2 separate regions of the Mus musculus genome follow, and region 2 is linked to region 1. A link is a contact called in public HiChIP or PLAC-seq data. All regions are on one chromosome and are shown on one strand. Each heading gives the region's core, a stretch centred on a gene start, on an enhancer-like site or on the middle of the called end of the contact. The rest is flanking DNA. Distances are from core to core; before and after follow the strand shown.

The links. HiChIP or PLAC-seq counts read pairs in DNA pulled down with a chosen protein or histone mark.
Region 2: a contact with region 1 is called in an H3K27ac HiChIP or PLAC-seq map of the HPC-7 cell line, with 7 times the contacts expected there. The contact joins two enhancer-like sites. A contact is called at or near these places in 1 of 15 datasets of contacts at CTCF or cohesin (the NIH/3T3 cell line), 2 of 484 Hi-C or Micro-C datasets (the HL-1 cell line and nephron progenitors) and 2 of 115 datasets of contacts at active chromatin or transcription factors (the HPC-7 cell line and memory CD8 T cells).

Annotation. Positions count from the first base shown.
Region 1 is chr3:28,168,940-28,172,814 of GRCm38.p6, forward strand. No RefSeq gene overlaps it. Among named protein-coding and RNA genes, the nearest start is that of Gm42196, 5.6 kb to the right of the region's middle. Within about 2 kb of position 2,497, at least 82 of the 459 cell types and tissues checked have an H3K27ac peak or open chromatin away from gene starts, as enhancers often do. A contact at or near this core is called in the HPC-7 cell line, where this site is marked.
Region 2 is chr3:28,299,698-28,303,897 of GRCm38.p6, forward strand. All of the region lies in intron 1 of Tnik (TRAF2 and NCK interacting kinase), which reads left to right. Among named protein-coding and RNA genes, the nearest start is that of Tnik, 39 kb to the left of the region's middle. Within about 2 kb of position 1,929, at least 26 of the 459 cell types and tissues checked have an H3K27ac peak or open chromatin away from gene starts, as enhancers often do. A contact at or near this core is called in the HPC-7 cell line, where this site is marked.

The DNA of each region.
Region 1 (3,875 bases), core at 1,247-3,746:
AGGAAGGGACTCTGATGTCCACTTGGTCTGGCCTTTAGTGCTGAAGAGCAAGAAGAACAAGAACAAGAAGAGATACCGAAATGTCTGTATTATATTGAAAAGGAGAGGGTGGGGCAGGGTTGGGAGCACACACTTAAAATCCATACTCAAGGACTTATGTTTGCTCCTGGGGGAGGGAGGGTAAGCCAGCTCCTCAGCTGGAAAGTTCAGGGCAGAGAGCAGAGTATGTATGCCCTGTAACAGGTAGGGCCTGAGGGATGCCCAGAGAACCTGGCGGCCAAGTTCACTTTGGTATGTAAACTATGCACCTCAGTTATTTGTCCCAGGTCTGAATCTCACCACAGGCTATTCCAACATTAGCTCTCCCCAAGCTGCCTATAGGTACCAGGATTTTATGTAAAGCATAAATCGTTCTCCTCAGACTGAAATACTCCTACTCCGTTATGGCTTAATGCTTTGCCTTTTTAGTTCTGTGACCTTGAGTAGCCCACTTCATTTTTCTGGGCTACAGTTTTCCCTGTATAAAAAGGTATGGCTTCTGTTCTAGAGTATAGGGCTCAGAATAAACAGATTGTCATTTGTTGTTGTTTTGGGTCATTCTAGGGACACATGTGTCACAAGACATTAGTCCTATATACTCAAAGAACGCACAAAATATTTCAGCACAGAGAAATGAGAAAAACAGCTATTTCCGCAAATCTTTCCTTTGTTAAAAAATTTTAAAATGTATTACATAAGTTTTCTTTCAACATAACAAATATATCGAAACTAATTTTTTTCTTTTAAAGGTGGCCATGTGGTCCATGCCTATAATCCTAGCCTTCTGAAGGAGGATCAGAGTTCAAGGTCATTTTGGCTACACAGTGAGTCTGAGGCTAATCTGGGCTACATAAGGCCCTGTCTTAAAGAACAAAAGGCCCAAAAGTGATTTAGGGCTTGTGAGAAAGAAATCAGGAGTCTGGAAAAATGGCTCCCTCTGACACATCACACATACTGTGAACACAGAAATGGGATGAAGGAAGGATGAAGGAAGGAAGAAGGGAAAGAAGGGAGAGAAGGGAGGAAGGAAGGGAAGAAAGAAAGAAATGAAGGAGGAAGATAGGGAGGGAGGAAGAGAGGAATGAGAGAGGGAGGAAGGAAGAGGAGAGGGAAGGAGGGAAGAGGGAGGGAGGAATGAAGGAGGGAGGGAGGAAAGGAGAGAGGGAGAGAGGGAGGGAGAAAAGTGTCCTATCAAGGAGGTTTGGGGAAGCCATTCTTCCAGAAGATCAGAATGGAGAGCCCCACCTGCACCCCAGCCCACCTGCTGGGATAGGCCCAGAGGGAGGTGCTGAGGCCTGAGACAGCCAATGAGAGATACTTATTGTCAAGCAACAATCTCCTGTTAGTTTTTTCTGCACCATCAGAATGCAGGGGACCAGGGAAACCCCCGAGAGGGATACCTCTGGGTGCCGCTGTTACAGACAAGGACTTTTAACTATCCTTGAGGTAAACAAAAGGGATCCCTTAGAGAACAGAACACCCTGAGGACCTGGGATGCAGTTCCATTGGTAGGGTGCCTGCCTAGTGTACAAAGCCCCTAGTGGATGAGTCCTAGCACTCCATAGCCTGGACTTGATGCCAAAGGCCTGGAATCCCAGCAGGAGGCAGGAGGATCGGAAGTCCATCTTCATCTATTTAGCAAGTTCCAGGTCAGCCTAATTCCTGGAGATCCTGTTTCAAAAACGGGAGAAGAGAGGGGGATGATATGACCGAGTCTGGCTTTGTGGATGGTCCAGAGGCAGGGCAAGGCCAGAGGAGGAGCTGCTCCTGGGGACAATCCCTAGGCCTGACCCCAGCCTCACTGCTAGCCTTCTGACTGAAGCTCCAGCTCCTCGTCTGTCCAATAGGAGAAGCCATGCAGCCAGCCAGCCAGGCAAGCGGGAGGGTCTGAGGCAGTGGCAGCAGTGGACCAGGTAAACTACATTTCTTAAGTCAGCAATTCTAGCTTTTCTCCGCTCCCCCTGACCCCGCCTTTTGCCCTTCATTTAAAGGAAACATTTCTGAACGTTCCACCAGCTTCTAAAACAACCGACATTTGTTCCCACGTAGATCCCAACTGAAGGAGGGGAGGGAAGGGGGAAGGATGGAGCTGTTTTTCTTTGACTGAAGGTCAGACCCTATACTCCTCTTACCCTCCCTGATTTCCCTCTGACTCATCTTTGGGCCTGAGGCATATCACAAGCTTCCTGTCTCCTTTTCCTTACCTGGAAAAAAAAAGGTTTTATTTCATCGGCTTCCACCTGCCTTTCTGTGCCTACTGTTTTGAGACTGTGTTCTACTTCCTCTAAATTACCTTTTCACGGGGAGTTTTAGTGTTTTCTAGAAGCAGGGAACGGACCAAGTGTTCTTTGAGTGATTCCAGCAGAGAACCGCACCAGAGAGCAGCAGGTCTCAGGCCACGTGATTATCGCCCCCTGGGGGCTGTTGGCAACGTCTAGACATTTTTGGATTATGCAATCACCGGAAGAGGAAGTGTAATAAGCAGAAAAGAGAGCTATTGCCAAATACCTACCATGCATAGGACAGTGCCTGCCACAAGAAACAATATCTGGTTTACACAGCCACTTCCCTTGTCTTCGGATGAATGGAACGCTGCTCTTTCTGCTAACCCGTGACAACGTCTGACTTGGGGAGCCCACAGCAGGAAAACCTCATCCCATTCTCTTCAAGGCTCCCTCCACCATCCCCCCTGCAGCAAACTGAGGGGAAGGGGTATCTGATTTCCAAGCTCGTTTTGCAGGGTGGGGAATTCAAGTTCCCAAGACACAGGCTCAACCTGAGATGGTCCTCCCTATAGGAGTACCTGCCTTCCGCGTCCCTCGTGGATGGTGCGACACCAGACTTATCTGGTTAAAGAGAAATGCTTCCTTGCTGCCTTCTTTGCTGGGGACAAGCCCCAGACAGTTGCACTGGTAAAAACCTCAGGACCAGACCCAAAGCCTCAAGGTCCACAGACAACGATGCTAATAGGTTGGAAATAGGCACAAAAGTCCAAACAGGAAGCTTTCTATCCTCCCCCTGACTCCTCCTCCCTCTGGGTTCAGGTATCTGTTCCTTTCCCTCTTCCGGACACTGTCCCAGCTAGCAGGAAGTTGCCAGGAAAGCGAATCTTACTATGTTCTTTGAGACTGAACGTGCTGATGTTTGTAACGAGCTATGGAGAGAAAATGATTAATCCAAAGTCATGACCACCCCTGGGGGTCTTCGTTGTCCCCAAGGGGCTGACAAACCAGATGGTGACTGAGGTGACCACTTCACTCTCACGGAAGGGTTAGTGTAGGGAAGGAGCCAAACTCACCATGTATGGCTACACAGTGCTCCATGGGGCTCAGTAGACCCTGGTATGCTTTTTTGTCTTTTCTTTCTTTCTTTCTTTCTTTCTTTCTTTCTTTCTTTCTTTCTTTCTTTCTTTCTTTCTTTTGGACAGATGATTATGTTTGTCACTGAGAGTGACCTTGAACTGGTTCTCATACTGCTAGTCTCACAGGGACGTGCCACCTCTCTGCAGAGCTGCTGGTGAAAGCCAGCGCTAGCCCGACACTCCACTGCTCAGCCCGCATCGTCAACCCTGTACAGTACACTGTCACAGCAACCTAAACAGGGTAAGATGGCAAGAAGAAAAAAATGTCACAAAAGCTAAACAAAACCAAACAGAAAATAGGAAGAGTGACATCTCCGTGAGTTTTATTTGTTTGTTTAGTCTAAGTCTCACATGGTCCAGGCTGTCTTGAATTCACTCGGAGAACTGATGGTTGACTTTGAACTTTGGTCCTCTTACCTTCAGCTCAGCAGATGTTGGCATTATCAATCCTTCCTTACCTTCTATCAATTAAAAA
Region 2 (4,200 bases), core at 679-3,178, 130 kb after region 1:
AGTCAATATGTGAAAATAGCAGGTACTGTAAACACCAAAACGGTGTCAAAAAGTACATATGCCTTCTAAGTAAGTTTGCGATTGGTAGTTGCCAGAGTCCCTGGAGGCACGGTGTTAAGTGCAGTCTAGCTTGGTTCTTCTTTTCCATTTGAACTTAAGGTCTGGTCTGCTCCTCAGAGACATTGTTCCTCAGGCACACTCTTTTGTGTTTATCATTGAAACACTGCCCAAAAACTTCACAACTATTTTTCTAAAGTTGAAATAGAAAAGAAATACAAGAGTCTCCCCTAGTTTAAATAGTAGTAAATTATTTATTATTCATTTAGATACTTTGTTATTTACTTAATATTTAAATGACCTTTTGATAAAAACAATGTTAACTTATTTTTGTTGACTTCTGGTAAAAACGGGTACTTTTTGCTTTGCTTTTTAAAAATGAATGCTTGGAAGTAAAATTCACTTGGTATTTATTGTGATGAAATTGTGAAGTAATATTTGTACAACTTGTTTTCTGAAGAACAGCTATGTCATAGATACCATAGTTGGCATCGTGTGTATTGTATTGTGTGTTTGGAAAGAGAAAGCTTGCAAGACAGTGGTTTCTAACTTAGTGCTCCTCAAATGTAAGTGTGACTTAGTCTCATCCAGAGCTTCTCAAATCAGATTGCTGATCCCAAGTCAGTAGGTCTAGCGTGGGGGGTCAGGAACTTGCATTTTAAACAAAATATTGCTGATGTTCTGGTCTCAAGACCATGGTTTTAGAATCATTGTTGTAGGTCACTCAAGGATGCTAAGGACAGTGAGTTCTGGGCTGTGCAGAGGAGGAGAGCTGTACACCCCTTGCTTGGGATGAGTGTGTGTACAGCTTCCTGGGAAAGGCAGGGCTCTAAGCTGGATTTTGCGATCTGTGGATGGCACAGGAGAATAAAGGAGACCTGGCAGAGTCAATAACCAGAGGGAACTATGTGGCAGGGTATGGAGCGGTGGCCGCAAAAGGCTTGATGGAGGAACAGCAAGACCCTAGAAAGGAGAGCGTGCTTTTAAGGCTGGACAGGCTGGTAGCCATTGGGCTTCTGAAGAGCACATGCATTCTCAAGTTGGGTATTATGGGATCATATGGTAGTTCTATTTTTATATTATTTTTATTATTATTATTGTTGAGGAACCTCCTGACTGGTCTTCATGCATAGCTATCATACTTCTCTTCTGTGAGGGTCATTTGAATAAAGCAGTTTGCTGTGTGTGTGTGTGTGTGTGTGTGTGTGTGTGTGTGTGTGTGGTGGTGGTGGTGGTGGTGGTGGTGGTGGTGGTGGGGAACCATGAAGACAGGGCTAATAGCTTTGGTTAGGGGCATTTGCCAGGAAGGCCACAGATGCTTGGCTTGTGGTTGTGGCTGTAGAACTGGAATTCAGGTCCCAGGTGACATAAAAAATGCCAAAGCACAGTGGTTGACAGACTGATTGTCCCACTAATTTGTTCACTGAACCAACTGCTGGAGTTGCTGTTTCAGAAGTTGGTAGAGAACCTGACTGTAGAGTCCTGGCCATGTAGCCTAGAGCAGAGAGGGGAGTTCAAAGGATGTACTGCCTAAGAGAAGAGAATGAAAAGGGAGAAACAAAGAAAATAAAGACAAAATGTGGAAGGAAAAGTCACAGTAAACTGACATTAGATCTTATCACGAGGAGGATTTGAGGAAGGAAATTGTTCCATGAGCTGAGCCATATACAGCATAGAGGAGTGGACACTGTGGGGGTGGCTAGAATGCTCCATTTGCCCCGCAGGAGTGTTGCTGGGAAGAAGGAGAGTGCAGGCATAGTTCTTAAGGAAGTAAAGGCAGTGGTCACCCAGCCGTTGTACAGGAAGGGGCAGTGTCTGGCTCTAGGAGTGATTAAGGGAATTTCTATCATGGACTCATTTTTATTCTGAGCGGGCAGAACCTTTGGTGCTGACTGATAGGGACAGGAAGCTGTGACAGGCAAGATAAGACCTCCCCCTGCTGTCTTGCTTATTCCAATGAAGGACTTCTCTTTGTAGTTCCTCAAGGCCAAATCTTTGGGAGCTATTTTTGGCTCCGTTTATTTTGTTCTCTGATCGTTGGATCCATCACAAAATCCTGTTGGTGCCATACTCCTTTGAAAGCACAACTCGGGATCCAAGGCTTCTAGTGTTATCAACCAGCCACTGGACTTTTCTGTCCAGAATGATGGGCAGCAGACCCTTCTCCTCCTTCCTTGATGCCCACTGTATTCCCAACCGTGTCTGCAGTGATCCTAAGAAGCTTAAGTTAGATCATGCAATTGATACAGTCGCACAGAATCTACCAGGGATTCCTTTTCACTCAGTAAATGTACTATTGCCCACTGAGCCATCTCACAGGACCCCGGTGCTGACTTCCTTATCAATGATCACTAAAGCCTTGCCAGGTCAGATCCAACCCATTCCCCTCACTTGGCAGCCCACTCTGCCCCTATTCCTTGGACCTCCAGGATGCTTCTGCCCCAGTCTTTCCCAGAATGCAACTTTGGTTTCTCACTTCTGTAGAGTCTTTATTATCTGTTATAGAAGGCCTCCCAGGGACACTTTTTGTAAATTGTAGCTCCACTGGACATGGCGCCTTCAACACTGTGTATTGAGCTTTGAGTGTTCTATCAGTAAAATACTGGTTGGTATAAACTCTGGGAGGATAAGAATGTTCTGCTTGTTTTGTTCATTAGTTTACTTTTAGTGGCTAGGACATGCCTTAGAATTTAATTGGTGGGAGGGAACATAGATATGGTAGCCAAGGAGACTGGTCTTAGGGTGTCCTGAGACCCTGCTTGTTAGGCAAGTTCTATAAGGCATATGCTTTTACACAATGGTAACAATAATACCACACCTTAAATTGAAATTTTAACTTAAATTATGATTAGACGTTTTTATACTCCCAGTTTTATTATTTTTAAAAATCATGTTTATTTGTCTGTCTGTAGGAATATGTGCACAGAAAGGCAGTTGCCTGTGGGGGATAAGTTGTTGGATACTCCTGAAACTCAAGTTTCAGGCAGTCGTGAGCCTGTTAGCACTGTGAATCTCATGCTGGTCCTCTACAGAGGAGTACATGCCATGCTATTAACCACCGAGCGATCTCTCTAGTCGCCCATGTTTACTTTTAAACTAATGGGCAGAAAACTCAACGGGGTTCTATATAGTGCTAATACATGCAGACATATGTATTGTTTCAATCAGGTTAAACCTTTGTTCGTTCAATGCTTCTTGCTTCTTTGTGGTAAGAGCTTGCCAAGTCCTTCTCGCTCTCTGAAATGTCCGGTATATTTGTCATGTACAGACACACCCAGTGATGGGCTTCTCACTCCTCTTTAACACCCAACGGGTGTCTTGGGTGATATTGTATTTCAATCTAACAGTTGTCTTGTATGGTGTGTGCTGCACTCCACTGGATTGCGAAGGAAACCAAGTACTGAGCTAAACCCCCAATCACCAGCAGGACCCTTGGTGAGTTTGGGACTCTTTATAATAATGATGCCACCAATAAAAAGGCTTCAGCAATGGCTGGTGTCTTTGAGACCATTTAGCCCTGCTCCTGGCTCTATATACTGTATCCATCTCTCTTGTCTGTGATCTAGGAGTGGCTATGGTCACTTCTGCTCACCTTTGAAGACCTCGCATGGACTTTACATTTGTTTGATAGTTTGCTAATTAATTGTCTTCATTCCTTAATGAATGAGTCTTCCAGGTAAAACATTGCCACTATCAGGAGTCTACTGTGCATTGATTGGCCTTCAGTGACCTTCACCTCTCCTAGCTCAGCTTCCTGTACCTGCGGCTGGGCTTCAGAAGGCTGTGGTCCTGTCCAACAAGAGCAAATACTTGATAGTGCTGGGATAGCCAGGGGGAACTTGAGAAAGTTCACAAATTTTTCTTTTAAATCTGGAAATAATTGTCAATGGACTGTTAAAGAGTAAATAGTGCGTGGTATAGGTAATAACAGTTTTTGAATTGGTATTTGCTGTAGTTTGTAGATAGTATAGGTATGTTTACTTCTTCTTAAAAGTAGCTAAAGAGAAACTACATAGTTGGCACTTGTATCGATGTGAACTAATGTTATGATTTTTATTATCAGTATGCATTAATCAGATATATGATTAATTTGTGTGTTTTTGAGAAAACAATAAAATTAATGTGTTTTAATATATATAAGCC